Linked DNA regions of Gossypium hirsutum: region 2 is linked to region 1. Evidence: chromatin contacts called from public Hi-C data. All regions are on one chromosome and are shown on one strand. The core of a region is the stretch at or near the end of the contact, and the rest is flanking DNA. Distances in the headings are between cores, read along the strand shown.

Region 1 (6,627 bases), core at 1,814-4,313:
TATCACTATGGATCAAAGCAAAAGGGTAAGAAGGCTTGTATGTAGAAAGAAAATAAGATGATTTAGTATGTTTGGCAAGAGAGCAAACTTTGCAAGAAAAAAAATTAGGCCTTTTATTAATGAATAGAGCAGGAAACAATTTTGCAAGGTATTGGAAACTAGGATGGCCTAAACGAAAGTGCCATAACATAACAGTATCAACTTTTCCTAAAGCGGTAAATGACTTGGAGATCTCGATTTTAGGAGAGGTAGGGAGGATGTAGAGACCATTATGCAAGCTGGCCTTACCAATCATCTTCTTCGAGTTCAGTGCCTGCAAAGTACAATCACGATCATTAAAAATTACAGAGCAGTGCAAGTCTGTGGACAATTTACTAACAGAGATGAGATTGCACGCCAGATTTGGTACAAAGAGAACATTTTTAAGTGCAATCTGTTCATTGAGAATAACAGTGCCATGTCCCTCTATTTTGCACAAGGTACCATCAGCCGTTTTGACAGCTTTACCAAAGGTATGGAAAAAATTGTGAAACAATGCCTTGTTACCAGTCATATGATCCGTAGCACCAAAATCGAGGATCCAATTAGGAGTCAACTGGGAGGAGAAAAATGCAGTAGAAGAAAGGTTACCTTCTGGATCTTTTATGACCAGATTACCTTCACAAGACCCTTCAAGAAAATTGTTGCCATTCAATCGATGGCAGGTGATAGTCAGACCAGACGAATCTGATGGAGCATCGGAACCAGAAATATTTTCTGGATTTGAAGTAATCTCTGAAGTAGGAGAAGGAGTTTCGGACATGGTCTAGGTTGAAAAAGAAATCGTAACCTAAGCTGATACCATGTAGAAATCAGAGTATTTTTTATACTAAATAGAACATAAATCAGAGTTTTTATATACAACCTATGACACTACTTTAGGAAACTCTAAGTTAGGAAAGATACTAAATAGGAGATATGATCCCTTAAAATAAGGGATTTTAATAAAGAAAATATCTACAAAATATTCCTAAAATATTTACAGAATATTCCTACAATGCATACGCTAAAACTAGTATTATTGAGCAAAATTTTAAAATTTAAGCAAATTTCACTTAAAACATACTTTCATGAAAAAAATTAATTAACTCATATTACAATATTCCTCCCCCCTCTCACTAAAGAGAAACAATGTCCTCATTGTTTGAAAGCATCAATCAGAAGGACAAAAAATAAAGAAGTGAATGAGAATTGTGCATCAGGTAAGGTCCTAGGAAAGGGAAGTGAGTCTTATTTGTCTTCTTAAATATTTAGTCTTTCCTTGACAGAGTCAATCTTAGACATGCACATTCACATTGCCACACTTCTTCTTTTATGATAAGCATACTATAATAAACTCTTTATTATTTATGAATTTAACTTAATTTTATTATGCAAAAAAGGGAAAAATGAAAGCAAAAATATCTAAAAAGTAACTAAACCTAAAATATCCTAAAATAATAAAGAAAAAGAAACCCCATTTATTTATTTACTAGCATCCTCACTTTTCAATATTGTTTCCATTTCTTCACAACCGTCTTTGCGCCTAGTTCGTCTTTCCGGAGTGGTGAAATCATCATGCCTAGTATCCGGAGTTAGAGTCCAAGGATCAAAGGTAAAATCTGGAAATCAGGCACAAAGTCAAACGAGTTACGTGAGAGTATTCTAAATGCACCCCTTATTGAGTCGTCCCGTATTTTTGCATATCTCCAATATGCTTTTTGTTGTGGGTGCATGTGTTGTAGAATGTCCATGATTGTGGATTGATCCAATTATGCAACAGTGATAGATGATGGAAAGGTAGGTGTCGGAGCAGTTCACCCGGGATTAACAGGTTCAGTTGGTGTTGCAAAGTCAAGATAGGTAGTTGGTTCTAGTTCAAGAACTGATTCCGACATATCTGGATAATTGGGCGTTTCTACTCTAGTTGGTTCATCAAATGGTTCTGCTTGCTTCTACCTAGCATCATCACCTACTATTCTGGCTATATCAGATCTTCGGAGGGATGTGAGATTGTAGATAGAGTAAAGTGATTAATGATGGGAAACAGACATAACTAGCTTGCTTTGCAGTACACTTCTGAATTTCCTTAAGGATGATTCTTCCAACATCAATGAACCTTTCTGTCATAATAGCATACAACAAGAGCATCTGTTCCATAGAGATAGTAGAACTATGTGAGACAGGCATAAAACTAAGTTAAAAGGAAATAGAACCAAACATTTTCTATTGGTTTTAGGAACTCCCTTCAGCAAATAATATTACCAAAATTTGAAGTTATCCATTTGGTTCCAGGAACCGTAACTTCTTGCAGAACTTCCCTAAGCATCTCCCAATCAACATTTTTCAACATAGCAATATAATCGTCATTATCGATGTTAGGTTGTTCAAGCAGATCATTAATATAAGTCGAGGTTAGGGTTACCTTCTTTCCTCGAACATATACCTCTTTTGCAGTGGATAAAGTCAGGTTCACATAGAATTCCTAAACTAATTCTTCTTTCAGAGGTGGTCTGACATCATAAAATAAATTCCACCTCAATGCATATATTGTCTTTTGAAGATTGGTAGCATTGTTGTGCAGGCACCATTTGTCAAGCTAAATCCTTTGTCCAGAAGCATCGGTTGATTTTTGAAGATAAATTTAAACCTCTCCCTTGCTTCTCCGATATGGAATCAACTTTGGAGATCATCGGATTAGGATGTGTAACTTTTTTCTTTTTTCGAGACATTATACGAATAATTGGTGTGCAGGCTCGAGAGTTGTGGAAAATTGATGGGATTCGAGTCGATGAGGTGTTCAGTAATGGTGGTAGTGCCGACGAAGTGGTGGTCTGATGGCGTTGGTTAGGGTGATTGGGAGTGTGGTTCTTTGGGGTTGCAAAGGATGGAATTTGGTGGTGCAACAACCAGGGTATGTGACAGTGAGAGGTGACTAGCGGTGAAGGGTTGCAACAACGAAGGGTACAGGTAGGGTGGTGTGGTGATGTGCGGCTTTGGTTGCGGAGGGATGTTCGGCCAGTAGTGATGGTTATTTAAGGAGGAGGCAACGAAAAAAATGTTTTTTGAAAGGATAAGGTTGCAGAAGGTTGGTGGTATATGATATGTTAGGGCGTAAAGGTAGTGAATTTATAAGGATAAAACTAGGTTAAATTTTAACCTAAGGAAACACAGCTTAATACAAAGGAAGTTAGGTTAAAACAAAAAACTATTATTTACTCTAAAAATAAATATAAATATATATATGTAAATATATGCATAAATGTATATATGTATATAGATATATATTTGTTTTTATATTGGCTGCTCAAAATATTTAAAAAAAATTCAGCTATTTATTAAAAGAAATTAAATAAATAAATAACTTATGAGTCCATTAAAGTGAGGGAAGTTTTATTCCGTTTGACTACACTAGCCAAATAATGTTGAAGGTGTTGACCATTTACCTTGAACTTACTTCCCTTATCGGCCTGAAATTTGACCATTTTATAAGGAAAGACTTGGTGAATAGTGAATGACCCAGACCAATCGATACTTTTAACTTTTTGGGAAACAAACGTAGTTTGGAGTTTGACTTGCCTTGAACTCACGGTTTAATGACTCGAACTTTACAGTTATCGAAAAAAGTGTATTTTTAGGTTACTATTTTTAAAAAATAAACTCGTAAATATTTATTAAAAATATTTATAAAGTCAAATGAGTGGCTAATTAGAGTTTAATGAAGTGAATTAGCTTAAATTAAGGATAATTAGATAACAGAATTAAATTGAATAAAGTGTGAAAGTTTAATTATAGATTAAAAGAAAATGAAAAGGACCAAAATAGAATTATGCCATTTGTCCTAAGTGAGGCGACAAATTCATAAAAATCTTTGATTTTTATGCATAAATATGTATAATAAATTATTATTATGATTTTATAATTGATATTTATTAATGTTATTATTATTAATTGAATTGATATTATATTATGAAATAAATTAAATAAAGATATGTGTATGGTAATGATTTGATACAAGTGTGTTAATAAAAATACATACATTTGGAATACATGTATTTGATATTAAATAGATATTTATTATTTATAAAAGATATTTATTAATTAAATAATTATATTATAAGATATTTATATGATAAATAAATAAAAGTAAGACAAATATATGGTGCATATGGTGACATATGTGATACTAATATACATACATTTGTAAAATACATATATATTTACTTATTAAATAAGTATATTATTAAATTATATGTATTATTATTAAGTAAAAGATATTTATATAATAAATAGAAAAAAGAAAGAAAAAGAAGACAAGTGTAATAATATATATGTATACAAATGTAAAATAGATATTGGATATTAAATAGATATTTTATTATAGTTATTATAGTTATATTATATATATATATAAAACGAAAGTAAAAGAAATAAAAAAGAAACAGAATGAAAAACGAAAACAGAGAAGGGAAAGAAAGAAGGAAAAAGAGAAAGAGAAAAAAAAAAGGAGGAATTGAAGTTTTGAAGCTTTAAATTTTAATAGTTAACGTTATTTCAAAAAATCTGGCTGAGTAAGGACAAGGCAAAGTTGACGAGGGTTAGCTTAAAAAATTACGGTTTGTATTTCTATAATCCGAACCTAGTTATTAATTATTATATTTTTATTTAATGCATTTAGTAAATATTGAAGTGAGAATTATTATGTTTTATAATGGAAATGGATTGATTTGGTATGTGATGAATTTTATTGAATTTATATTGATTGAATTGAATCGGATTATATGTATATATATGTGTGTGTGTGTGTGGTGTGTGTGTGTGTGTGTGAATGTGATATTGTGCAATTATGATTATTGAATTTTGAATAAATGTATTGGTAAGAAATTAAAGGTAAGTGATAATCTTCTGATATTGGATTGAGATGTATATTGAATTGAAGGAAAAAGTGTGTAATTGTAGAAATGTGTCAATATATGGATTGAATATTGATTGAAAGGTAGAAGAATGATTGAATTGAAAATGTAAGAAATTATGATTGAATTGAGGTCATACGCGAATTAAATACCCTATTAACAGTATCGGGCTAAGTCGGATATAGTTGGCATGCCATATGATTGAAAGAGTTCAGGGATTCTTTGACCTTGAGTCAATGAGACACTGGGTGTTACTATATTTCTTCGGATAGATTCGATGAGGTACTGGGTACCACTTTACTTTGGCTAGGCCGATGAGACACTAGGTGTCACTATATTGCTTCGAACTATCCGATGAGGCACTGGGTGCCATTCTAGTGTGTTTGGTTGGATCCGTGTATCTGTCTAAGTCCGAGTCATGTTAATAGGGGTTATTAAATATAACAGTGATCAAATTGATACTGAATGAAGAATTGAAATGTGGACTGAAACACACGAATCGTATTATACAGTGAAAGCTATCTGGGATAGCAAGTTGATTTGATATGAATGGTAATGGCTGTTATTGAAATGGATATGTACAGAACACTGATTGAAAAGTGAATAGTTGAATATAGTTTATTGATATTAAACCGTGAACTAAAGTATGATTGAGACAAATGAATTATGTAGCTCTGGATTGGATAAAAGCGAATATTATAATTGTTTAATGACTTGTGAATAAATCGTGGAAAGCTATATAGGTTAGTAAGTTAAAAGAATGAAATAAGTTACAATAAATTTATCTATGAATTAAATAATTGAATAGTTATGATTGTTATATGATTTTAAGTGTTTGTTATATTTTTATTTTATTAAGTGTTCGGATTATAGAAATACCATTGAGTTCATACTCAGCGTACGATTTGTTTCCGTACGCAGGTTAAGCTAAAGCTAGAAGGTTGAATCAGCATCCCAGGCCAATCCCGAATTCAATAAGGTAAAGCGTGTTGACAGTTGGTAATGGCATGTACCTAGGATGTTTTATGTGTGTGTCATTTGGATTGTTAATGTATTAATGAAATAAGTAGAATTAAGCTTGGTAATGATATATAATATGACTTGACTAATTTAGTATGAATTTGATTTATTTGATAATATATGATAAAATAGAATTGAGTACTGGATAATAAATAAAATGTCTAAATTTGGCAAGTTTTGAGCATATTTAAATGTGTTTAGATTGGTTGAACATAGGTATTTTATGTTTTGTTTGGTAATTACGTGTATATTAATTGTAAATTGTCTGATAGGTTTGGTAACGCTCCGTAACCCTATTCTGGCGACGGTTTGGGGTTAGGGGGTGTTACACACGGAGTTGGATGTGGTTGTCGTTCCATCTTTTTTTTTTCTCCTTAAACAACTTGGCATTCTCATAACTCCTTAAACAACTTGGCATTATTATAGGAAAACATTCGAAATTCTTCTAACTCAATGAGCTACAGCATCTGTTTCTCTCTAGCAAGCTCTAGATCTAAGTTGAGTTGCTTGAGAGCTCAATAAGCTTTATGCTCCAACTCTAGAGGTAGATGACAGGCTTTACCAAACACTAACTGATAGGAAGACATCCCTAAAATAGTTTTGAAAAGTTTTTCAGTAGGCCCATAGCTCATCATCAAACCTCATAGACCAATCTCGCCGGTTTGGATAGACCAAC
Region 2 (6,627 bases), core at 1,226-3,725, 280 kb after region 1:
GCACTCTTATGAAAGAATGTCGTATTTCTATCCCCCATACGAAGCCAATTAACTCTTGCTCTTTGTTCCCAGAACAGTTCCTCCTTATCCGCTTCAAAATTCAACTCTAATTTAATGTTTGTAATTTCCTCCAACACTTTATCACTAATTTCGCCTGCTCCTAATTTGCTCAACCTATCATTTAGTTCTTTCGTTCGTCGTTCGGTCTGCGTTTTCTCCTGTTTTACCCAATTACTCAAAGTTAACCCCAAGTTCTTTAGTTTCTCCAACACATCCAGATTATTTGAGTTCCACTCCCATTTTAATCGCTCCTCAAATCCTGCCTCCAGAATCTAGTCTGCATTAAATCAAAAATGACCTTGTTGTCTCCTTCCTCGCAATCCCTCCTCCCTACCGGTTTCTACCATGATTGGACAATGATCTGAAAAATTGTGTTGCAAATGACAGACTTTATACCCTGGGAAAAGATCCCACCATTCTGAGTTAGCTACCCCTATCAAGTTTCTCCCTAATATTGTTGTCAAGCAGACGACCTCTTTCCCAAGTGTATCATTGTCCCGAAAACCCCAAATCGTATAACTCACAGTATTCAATTGCCTCCCTGAATGAAGCCATCTGTCTTTCCTCCCGAATTCTTCCCCCTTTCTTTTTAAAAGAAAAAAAAATTTCGTGAAAATCTCTGGTAACCAGCCAGGGCTTGTTATTTTTGCTTTTTAAAAATCTTAGTAAGTCCCATGATTCTCTTCTTTCTTGCTCCACTGGCGCTCCATAAAATCTTGTAAACCTCCATGTATCTAACTCATCTTCATTCGCCACCTCCACATCAATGTAAGATTTTGAAAAGCTTTTCAAAGTTAAATTCAAACCCTCTTTCCATCCTAATGACAATCCTCCTCTCGTGCCAATTGCATCTATGTCGATTCCATTCAAAAAGCCACATTGCCTTTTTATTGCCTCCATTCGTTTGCTCGAAACCTTTGTTTCCATAAGAAACAAAATTTGGGGTCGAATATATCTCAATTTGTTTTTGAGACGTCGAACTGTCCGTGGTTGCCCCAACCCACGAACATTCCAGCTAAGAAATTTCATTATGCCCGGTCAGCCACCTTATGAGTGGCCGCCGATATATCGTTCTCCAAACCCTCTTTCGATAGTTTCCTAAAATCCCTAGAGATTCCCCTTTCTACATTAATCCTTTGCCATTTTTTACCATCCACGATTTCCATTAACATGTCTTCTGAATCCTCTTCTACCCCCTTACCTCCAACTGGATCGTAATAACTTGGCTCCTTATGTTCAGATTTTTCCTAAGCTATCGTGTGAAACATCCCCAGGGGCCCACTTCCTCTTTCTCCTCATTATTATTTGTAGCCTCCCCTCCAGCTTTCCTTACGCTTCTTTCCCTATCTATTTTCATGTCCTGCCATTTATCTATATCTGACTCCTCTCTAATCCACTTGCTCACTACTTGTCTTCCTCGTCTTAGTGCAGCACGTAATGTCAAATCCCATCCAAATTCCATATGCTGATTCCCCATTCTTAATCTGACCTTGCAATAATTTTCACCATGACCCAGTCGGCCACAAATAAAACAAAAAGTGACAACCTTTCATACTGGAATAAAACATAAATGAATCTATTCTGCCCAATGCCTATGCACTTCTTCCTTTTAAGTGGTAAACGAACATCAATTATAGACCTAATTCTCATGAATTTACTAACCCCTCTTGTCATCAATGATGAATCATATTCCACAAATTTACCAACAAAATCTCCAATTTGACGTGCCGTTTCCTCTTATGTGTAACCCATAGGTAAATTGTGTACCTGAACCCAAAAGATCGTATGCCAAAAGGGAACTGAATTAGGGTCTTCACCCCCTACTAATTTGTGAAAGATAATAAGATGGCGATTAAAAAACCATGGTAGACTATCCAGGACTCAATTCAAATCAATTTCACTGTAAAATCTGAATAAAATCCTCTCATCCTCCATCTCAGTAATGGTCACCCCTCTCAACGGGTGCCATAAATCGGCTAAAGTATTTTTTAATGCAGGAAAATTCACAATACTATCAGTAAGAACTCTCCCTACCAAGCACAGTTTATACAAATGTTCCACAGCAGTATCTTCTCCCAAAACCAGCATGGGATCTTCCTCTTCACCCATAATATTGAGATTAGCAAGATCTGTATCCACCAGATCAATATTATCCATGTCATACCTCAAGGCGGCAGCAAGATCCAAACCCTAAAGAATACTATTCATGCTAGAAAACAGACCAAAGAAAAAACCCTAATTCGTGCTACAAGGCAGACTCTAGTTCTCAATTTTATTTGATAATAACTTAAAATTAAAAGTAAGGGAACAATAAAATAAAAATTACAACGTTCCATTGGAAATGTGCTATCTCCGCTAATGGCCAGTCAAAAATTGTGAACCAATGAGGCACCATCCCTCAACTGAAGCTGCTCTAAACAGCCTAGTGAGCTAAGGTGGAGAGCAAATTGTACTATGGAGGCCAACACACCGGATGAAAACACTAATATAATGGGAGTTTTAGGTGGTGTTTGATAAATTGAAAAATTATGTATTATAGTTTAACTATTGAATTTAAATTATAAAATTTATTTAGTATAATTTTTAAAATTAAGTACAAAATAGAATTGGATTGTATGATAGATGTACCTTTTAGAAATTTAAAGATTTTAGTTAATAAAATAAAAATAATTGAAATTTTTTTTACATTAAGTAATAAGTATCTCATTATGTGCTTATCATTTTTCACTTTTTTTTTTAAATTAAAAATCCTATCATTTATTTTCTACCACAAATGATCACACGTACTTAAAATATTAAATTATTGAAAATATTTAATTACAATGGATTTAATTTTTTCAATAAATTGTTAAACAAAGTCTTAGTCTAAATATATTAATACTGTTCGTTTGTTAAAAAAATTAAACTCATTAGGCCAAGTTGGATTTCTTTTTATTTGACAAATTAGTAAAAATTAACTATTTTGATAATCACTAATTTTTGTTGTCACATATATTTAACGAGATTTTATCTGCTTAATCATTTAATTAATTTATTAAATAATGTAATTTTAGTTAAGTAAAAATAATATTAATCGTTAATAATTTTAAAAACAAATAAAATATATAATTAATTTTAATAATTTTAATATTATAATAATTTATTAATTAATAATATATATGAAAATAATGTTATTATTTCTATTGAAATTTAAAAATATATTGCCATGTTAATTAATTTCACATTAATATAATAATGTTAATTAATCTTACTTTTGTTATTATCACATAATAATTAGTAATATATTAATATATTTTTAATGTTAATTTAGTAATATAATAAACAATAAAGAAAATTTTATTAGTTGAAAAGTTTCTTCAAACATATACTTTTACATATATCTATATATATATATTAGTTTTCTAAATTACGAGCATTGTACTTGAATATATGCATTTAATTATTTTTATTATTTGAAAAAATTATGTTTTCTTATAAGTAATTAATGCAAGTAATCGTTATTAAGTTAATTAAAATATACCAAAAATCCTATCACACATGTATATATATAAAAACCATAAATTTAGAACATAAATGTATATTTAAGAATAACATACAATAAATAATAAAACATATGGTTTGAAACTAATAAATCAAAATAACACATGAAATGTGTACAATATTAAAATAAAAAAAATTAGATTAAATTATGAGTAAAACAAAAGTTAAACACATAAATACATAAAATAAACAATACTAAAAAAAATTGATGGAGATAATAGTGTGTGCATAATAAAATTAAAATGTATAAAATATCTCAAAATAAAGCTTTAGTTAATGGTAAATTAAAGGTTTTACTAATGCGATTGGTGTAGGTTTGAATTCTATCATATGAACTTTATTACTCAAAAATGCCGAAAATATTTCAAAATTACTAGATTAGGCCGATTTTTGGAAAAATTACAGGAATAGGTTGATTTAGGGAAAACCCTTCCAGTTGGGAGCATTTTTAGGTGGAATGTAGAAAAACGCTTCTAGCTGGAAGCGCTTTCCGCGTGTTACCAGTAAAATGCTTCCAGCTGGAAGCGCTTTCCGCGTGTTACCAGTAAAATGCTTTCAGTTGGACACGTTCCCCCTAATGGCTAATTAAAATAACTGTTGCCCTCCCAATGGTAAAAAAACTATAAACCCCCCACCCTTACTCATTTCTCACAATATTCCCTAAAAGATCTCTCAAAATTCTCAAACCACTCTCGAAATTCTCTCAAAATTCTTTCTTAAATTTATTACTTAAATTCTATTTCTATCTAGATTATATTTTTTATTAAATTTTTTAATATTTTCTGAAAATATTTTTTATTAAAAATTAATTCGTGTTAAATAATTAACAATGGTCGGTTCTCTAATCCATTATAAAGACAAGCACATTTCTGTTAAACAATTGCAAATGGTAAGAATAATTTTTTTAATAAATTTTAATTTTGTTTCATTTTTTTATTTCACTGTTATATTTTAACTTAATATTTTTTAATTTTTTACGTAAATAGGCAGAAGATCGAATTTTACAATGCCATATTCGTAATCTACTCGTTCCTCCATCACTGTTGATCGAACCGTACTTGAGGGAAGTCGATTTTTGGCACGTGACCTTTGTAGGTTAGAGGTGTAAGTTGGACCCGAAACTCGTAAGCGCATTGTTGGAGAGGTGGAGACTCAAGAGACATACACTCCATCTTTCATGTAGTGAGTGTACTATCATTCTGGACAATGTGCTTTTATAGTTAGGGTTACTGGTGGATGGGTTGGTAGTCATCGGGTCTGTTCACTCTGTTGATTAGGAAGGCGTATGTGGTGAACTTTTGGGTTCGGTTCTGAAGACGATTTACGAAGGTTGGATCAAAATGAGTTGATTATGAAGAAATTTCGTTGGGCCTGGATGAGGATTTGACTGAAGTCAAAAAAGAATGACACGCTTGGGCGTACATCCTTTAGATCATCGGGGGTTTCTTAATGCCAAACAAGTCACGAAAACTCGTCCATCTAAGGTGGCTGTTGAAACTCATAAACTTTAGAGGAGCGAGCTAACTAAGTTGAGGGTCTGCTGTGTTTGTGACATTATACCGGGAGATGTATCGGGTGATGCAACCACGAAAAACCAAAATTGGTGGTTGCATTCTGTTACTGCAATCATGGGCACGGTATCGGTTGCCATTTTTACATCCTCAAGCAAACTAAATATATACATTGCCACTCGTAACAAGGTAAAATTCATTAGATATTACCATAATAAAATTGATTTAAATTTAAATTATTATGTTAAAAAGTTATTTAAATAGGTGGAACCATGGGCCAAGTCACGTGGGATTTCCTATTGAGCTACAAGATATACGGCTTCTATTAGACCTATGATCAGAAGAAGAGGTATCTATTTATTTCAATTTGGACTATATAATATTAACGTAGTCGATTTCGTATTTAGTAGTATATATAACTAATGTTCTTATCACATTAATGTAGCTTGAATGAACACCACATGGGGATCTAGCAATTCGAGAAGTCATCCCCGATGAATTCTTTGTGAATCCGAACACCTGGCATGCAAAGGTCCTATTAGTAGTGTATGCTACCTTCGAGATACACGAGACTAATAGAGTGTTGCAGCAATTCAGATTCTAATAATCAATTTCTGTGGCACCTCAAGACCTTAATTATCTTCATCCTATTGACTTGTGGGGCTGGACGAATGAGAATTGGACTATATTTCATTCCCAACATATCAATATATGGAATAATCGGTATTATATCTTACCTACTTGCGAACCAATTGTCGTTCCAAAGTTAGCATGCGATCCGAAGTACATACCATGGTTTAGGATCCATGGTAAGCCATATTTGTACAGGGAAGAGGCGAGGCGTCGTCATCCCCATAATAGTAGGCCACAATGGGTCCCTTTAAATCCAAGGATTGCCGAGGCGGGTCCATCATTAGCATCCATGCAAGAATTGGCACTAATGGCCGTGGCACCAATACCTACACCACTCACCGGTCAGTGTACCGTTTTATTCTAGTACATATTCTAACCTTATCATCTTTACACAAGCACCATATATTGCACCATATTTTCTTCTTCTAGTCCTATGTCAGGTTAACTTTTGGAAATTTGTCTCCGATGTATTACACATCCATGCCGTCTACTTTTCCAATGACCATGACATATAAATTGTTTATATTTTAGGCACTGATGGGGAGTCCACTCATTATCCCATCGGTGTATGAAACTCAACATAGTTATGCTCATTCGTCATTTCTGACGTAAACACCTCTAGGATCTTTGTTCTACCAAGGTGGGTCATCTTCCCAACCACCTATTCCTAAATCAGAGGATGAACGGATCGCAATTGACTGAAGGCAAATAAAAGAAGCTACGAGACCATAACCCCAACCGGAGGCTGAACCAAGAAGGAATCCAACGCGCAACTGCCGACCACTCCGATGTGGCACAAGTTCTGACTGACATTTGAACTGATTAAATTTATCATTGTATCGAACATTTATATTGTATCAATGATTTTTATTATTATGTTTTT

What was found. A called contact is a pair of places that touch in the nucleus more often than the background predicts.
Region 2: a contact with region 1 is called in a Hi-C map of leaf, with 1.8 times the contacts expected there. The contact joins two enhancer-like sites. A contact is called at or near these places in 2 of 34 Hi-C or Micro-C datasets (both in leaf).

The regions. Positions count from the first base shown.
Region 1 is chrA01:41,865,573-41,872,199 of Gossypium_hirsutum_v2.1, forward strand. No RefSeq gene overlaps it. Among protein-coding and RNA genes, the nearest start is that of LOC107917362, 29 kb to the right of the region's middle. Within about 2 kb of position 3,064, at least 7 of the 9 cell types and tissues checked have an H3K27ac peak or open chromatin away from gene starts, as enhancers often do. A contact at or near this core is called in leaf, where this site is marked.
Region 2 is chrA01:42,149,451-42,156,077 of Gossypium_hirsutum_v2.1, forward strand. No RefSeq gene overlaps it. Among protein-coding and RNA genes, the nearest start is that of LOC107916784, 45 kb to the left of the region's middle. Within about 2 kb of position 2,476, at least 7 of the 9 cell types and tissues checked have an H3K27ac peak or open chromatin away from gene starts, as enhancers often do. A contact at or near this core is called in leaf, where this site is marked.